2 separate regions of the Bombyx mori genome follow, and region 2 is linked to region 1. The links are chromatin contacts, called in public Hi-C maps. All regions are on one chromosome and are shown on one strand. Each heading gives the region's core, a stretch centred on a gene start, on an enhancer-like site or on the middle of the called end of the contact. The rest is flanking DNA. Distances are from core to core; before and after follow the strand shown.

The links. A called contact is a pair of places that touch in the nucleus more often than the background predicts.
Region 2: a contact with region 1 is called in a Hi-C map of whole pupa, with 2.2 times the contacts expected there. The contact joins two enhancer-like sites. A contact is called at or near these places in 3 of 7 Hi-C or Micro-C datasets (posterior silk gland and whole pupa).

The regions. Positions count from the first base shown.
Region 1 is chr9:11,903,558-11,906,257 of ASM3026992v2, reverse strand. The region is part of intron 1 of LOC101744335 (mannosyl-oligosaccharide alpha-1,2-mannosidase IA); the gene reads right to left. Among protein-coding and RNA genes, the nearest start is that of LOC101744335, 24 kb to the right of the region's middle. Within about 2 kb of position 1,282, at least 1 of the 8 cell types and tissues checked has open chromatin away from gene starts, as enhancers often do.
Region 2 is chr9:11,946,697-11,949,396 of ASM3026992v2, reverse strand. All of the region lies in intron 1 of LOC101744335 (mannosyl-oligosaccharide alpha-1,2-mannosidase IA), which reads right to left. Among protein-coding and RNA genes, the nearest start is that of LOC110386078, 56 kb to the left of the region's middle. Within about 2 kb of position 1,421, at least 2 of the 8 cell types and tissues checked have open chromatin away from gene starts, as enhancers often do.

The DNA of each region.
Region 1 (2,700 bases), core at 33-2,532:
TTACAGATGAATGTTCGTATATAATACATGCACATACATATATATCGACGCTTGAAAGGCAAAAGTGACTAAGCGACAATAACTGATTTATACATAGATGATAGGCAATAACCATATTCGATGCGCAAAATAAATAAATTTCTAGGTCTATTAAAATTATTTCAATCCTACAGCTACTAGCTAGATTCTACTACAGCTGGATTCGTTAAAATAAATTTTGATTTCAGGTATTTCAACTTTAAATTAGTCTACTGTAAAGTTCACGCATTGTCGCTTAGTCACGTTTGCCTTTCAAGCGTCGATATGTATATACGGTGTAAGAGAAACATTCCTGAAAACAAAGAGAAGAGGAAATGCTGATTAGTGTAACCATTACTAGATGATGACCGAGCTTTGCTCGGTTTTTTTTTGATAACGCCATCTTGTTGTGTCTTTAAAGCGGTTAGTTGCCCTCAATTAAGAAAAATATTATTATTCGCCAATAGACGTCGGGAAGAGTTGATTATTAAAAACGCGAATAAAACAACATTTTCTGAAAATAAATCGTAGCTAGATCGATTTATCGCCCCCGAAATCCCCTGTATACTAAATTTTATGAAAATCGTTGAGCCGTTTCCGAGATTCAGATTATATACATATTAATATACAAGAATTGCTCGTTTAAAGGTATAAGATAAAAACGAACTCCCTTCCTGCTTATAAATTCTATTAATCGACTGATCACAATGAAGAAGCAAAGTGGACGCCCTCTACTCCTACACGAAACTTTAAGATCATATTAATAATCCACGCAACTCGAGAAAGTATGAACTGGTTAATGCCCGATGTCCATGGTGCCGTAAAATGCGACTTGGATAACAAGCTAAAACGACAAGCATTGAAATTCAGTTTACGATTCGAATCTCGTTTTCCGTTTAAATTGAAATATAAAAATATTTTTTTAAATAAAATTATGTACTAACATGCTAAAGGCGTTTTTTGAAAACAACCGCCGAATGGACAAGATTCGACCGAAGGTATAAATTCTGAATACCCAAGACAGTGTGTACATGTAGTTACGTTAATTAGTGGAGGAAGCAAACGTGTCCCTAAATCCTGTATACATATGTAGAAGTACATAATACAATCATCTAAAGCTCGCTAAGCTATAAAATAAACCGCATTGAGAAATTGGGACCGGCCGATGATATTTCATTTACAGAAGTTAATATAAAGTTCAATGGACGCGCTTCAATAACAATTGCTCTCGTGCATTCGAAACTTGATTATTCTCGTTTTGCACATTCAAATTGATCGCTGTTTGATCTATGAACTCGAGTCATTATAATGGTTGACTACTACTTACTAACTATTACGGAATTATTTTCAAGACAGTGTGTATTCGATTAACTATTTCTTAATGTAGATACTGTTTTGTAATATTTTTTTTATTTTTTTATTATTTTTTTATTGCCTTTGTATGATGCAGACGAGCGTACGGCCCACCTGATGGCAAGTGGTTACCGTCGCCCATGGACTTCAGCAATGCCAGGAGCAGAGCCAAGCCGCTGCCTACTGCTTAATACTCTCCACAAGCCTCGTTTGAAGAAGGACATGTCATCGCGCTCGGGAAACACCGTGGAGGGGAGCTCATTCCATAGCCGGATGGTACGTGGCAAAAAAGATCTCTGGAAACGCACTGTGGATGACCGCAGTGGCTCCAGGTAGTATGGATGAACTCTACTCTGGTGGCGGGCGGTGCGATGGTAAAAACGAGACAGTTACAGATTAATTTTCATGGAGTTTTTTGAGCAAACAATGTATTTTAATGAAGCTTAGTTTTTAGCCCCTGGCATTGACGATATCCGTTGAGCGACGCTGATCATTCCGCGTAGATAAAATGCCTAAAACACTTTAATCAGTTTATATGATGTTCCAACTATTAAAAAATACCTGGCGAAAGTAAACAATAAAATTGGTGCCCTAGATCATTTACTATTTCCGTTCACTAACCTCCTAGGACATTGAACTCTGAAGAGTAGAAATTCTCAGCAAAATATTTTCGTATCTGAGAATTTCACATTATTACAATACACAGTTCGGAGCTTCAAGACACTATTTTAATTTTAACGAATGAATTTTGTTTCGAATTTCGTGACTCACGTCGAGAAAAGTATAAAACGTGAAACTCAAGCTTGTTTCAAACGTCTGTGAATGGATAACACGGGTCAACACCAAATTTGACTTTGATTGCAAAGCATAAAATTTCGATATTTTAGATCATAATTAGACGAAAAAAATACATGGCATGAAACAGTTTGCTTTTGAACTTTTATAAATTGACCACATATGAAACAAAATTCATCAGCATCGTATTTACACTTCGTGACATTTTAAGTTTTACTGGGCTTGTACGAAACACCTGATTGTTGTTTATGACTGGAGTGCCATCTAGTGGCACTGCGTAAACGTAAACACCCCACTCTCATAGCGCGGCTTTTTTAATTAAAATTTATAAAAAAAAAAAAAAATGAGTATTATTACTATCTTAACTATCACAAAAGCAAACTTTATACCAAAAAAAGGTATTTTATTTTCGTTTTTGTGAATAATGAACCGGAAAAACCTAGTACCTATATAAACGTTAGGACAATGAACGAATTTTTTTTTTTTAGAGTTGTGTAACTATTATGAATTTAATACTGTAAATTATTTATTTAG
Region 2 (2,700 bases), core at 172-2,671, 43 kb before region 1:
AGAGTTTCTATAAATAAATATTTTTTTGTAAATTCACAAAAGACCAAAACGCCGCTCTCGTCATGACCGAAACCTCAATTTGATTAGAATTACAGCTATCTTAACATTTAAACGGGAACCCACGCTTGCGCCATTGCAGAAATAGACAAGAAGGTATATGCATAACCTCTTTGGGGCAACAATTTCTACCATCAGGTCCGAATACAATAGGATACCGGTTCTGATTAGTAGTAGTACAAATCCTGAAGATCATCTAACATGTAGTCCTACAATGTACGGTGACGTAGCGATTGATTAAAAAAAATTTTTTTGGAGCATCAAGGGTGTCACTACCTATCACAGTATTTTTGGTTCTATTAATGAAATTCGTAATAGAATTATAAATTAATTAATTCACATTTTTTACCTTATTAGCATCGAATGCTCTCGAGCAAAGATAAAACGGAATACCAGGGACGGTACAAAGACGAGGATCCGAAAAATAATGACGTCAAATAACTTCCGTCAACGAAATGAGATAAAGGACCTCCTGACACCGATTTTTTTACTTTGCGATATTAAATTTTGGCAAACTCCAGATATTGATTTATATCGTCGTCCATTTATTTTTTAATCCAAAATAATATGATATAGTATTTCGTTAGATTTTCACGAGACAGATATAATTAAAATTACTGTAAGAATTTAATTTTGCATTTTTTATTGACAATATTATCATTATTATTTTGTCATTATTAACTGCCGACGTTTTGAATACTGTATGTACAGTTTTAGTGGTCATATTGTCGACGTATAACATCTTAGTCGTCCGTGATCATGAAAAATGTAGACTATTAGAAATTTTACTAAAATTACCCAATGAAATTGTGTTAATATTACGAATGCAGTTCATCGCTACCAATTTTTTTTTTATAACTTAGATGGGTAGCCAGGTACACATAATGCATTGTGTATTCGGGCAGAGTTGTGTCCGGACCGAAACTAAATAGGGAATCCTCGTTTCGGGCCGGCACAATCGATCAATGACATCGAGCGTTAATTCGACACCGTAGTGCCGGGTTCGTGTTTAAGTTTCGGCGAGTTTATTTCGCAATTCATTCGCGCTATTATGTTTCGAAGTAGTGATGGGTTTGAGTTTTAACCGCTTCGGAGCCGTTGTAACCATTCTTTGAGGCTTTAATTAGTTACAAAGCACTATATCAACGCATTAGAATCGTTAGGATGATGCCTTTCTTGTACTATTTTTACTGTAGTAAGTGACCAGAAACCTGTTTAATATTGAACTTTACCAAAATTTTACAAGATAATGTTTGAATGAAATATTTTCCTAAAAATCATCGTAGAGATTGATAATATTCATTCGAAGTTGTCGTGGCTTATACTCGTAGTATAAGGCCCCCGACATCGCTACTACGTACTTATCTTGACATAATACTTGTTGACGAACGCCTTTCACGATGTAATGTAATAAAAGTCAAAACTCGCAAAATTTATAAATGAGTGAATTTACCAGCGGATTGTTAAGCCGCGCCAATATGTGTTTAGGTTTGAAGGAAAGGATAACTCTTATTATAATAATAATATGTATGTTATAATACAGTTGGGACTTTGATTTCACGTCTCTAGGTGAGTGATAGTATTAATTATGTGATTTCTAATATTTCCGAAACAAATTGAACACCACTAGCTTAAGCTTGATAAAGCATTAAAGAAAAAAAAGCAATATAATTTGAATAGTTGATAAGATGTACATATATATATATCCAACCATTCACAGTCGAGGATTAAATCAAACATTGTTCCCAACACGAGACACGGGTCTGGTGTGTACCAAAATTAAAATAATGACGATGCTATCTTACAAGATTCCATTATATGTTTAATCCAATTCTTACTCAAACTGGGAATCTTAGCTATCTTATATTGTTAGCTAATAAGCTAAAAGCTCGTAAATATACGAGTTGCGGTAGATTAGGTTAAAATGAAACACCATTAAATCACATTTTACATTACTGGTGGTAGGACCTCTTATGAGTCCGCGCGGGTAGGTACCACCGCCTTGCCTATTTCTGCCGTGAAGCAGTAATGCGTTTCAGTTTGAAGGGTGGGGCAGCCGTTGTAACTATACTAAGATCTTAGAACTGATATCTCAAGGTGGGTGTCGCATCTACGTTGTAGATGTCTATGGGCTCCAGTAACCACTTAACACCAGGTGGGCTTTGAGCTCGTCCGCCCATCTAAGCAATAAAAAAAAACATTTATTTTGTTTACATTAAATTATAATTACCGAAGTTTCTAAAATTCTAATATTTAAGAAATCCGTATCGTTCATTTGAAGACGTGAATTCCGTTTGGTTTCTTGTCGAGACATTTTATGTCCGAGCGAGCTTTATCACCGAAACAAACTGCACTTAAAGTGTTAGTTTCTAGGGCGAGAAGACGATAAGTCACGCCGAAGATGTGTCGGGAGACGGTCTTACGGTGTCTGCGCTGGCCATAACAGTAAATCTAGGAGAGGATATACGCTGCGCAAACCGCGACGCGCAGCGGGTACTTGCCTTTTAATTACGACCCGGCTTGATTAGCCAACGCAATACTGTCGACGCGTTATGTGGTTTTTTATGTTCCTTTATTAGTTAGTGTCCATCGATAAATCGTCGTGGTTTAAAGGATAAGACGTCCCGTGCATTCGTATCTAGC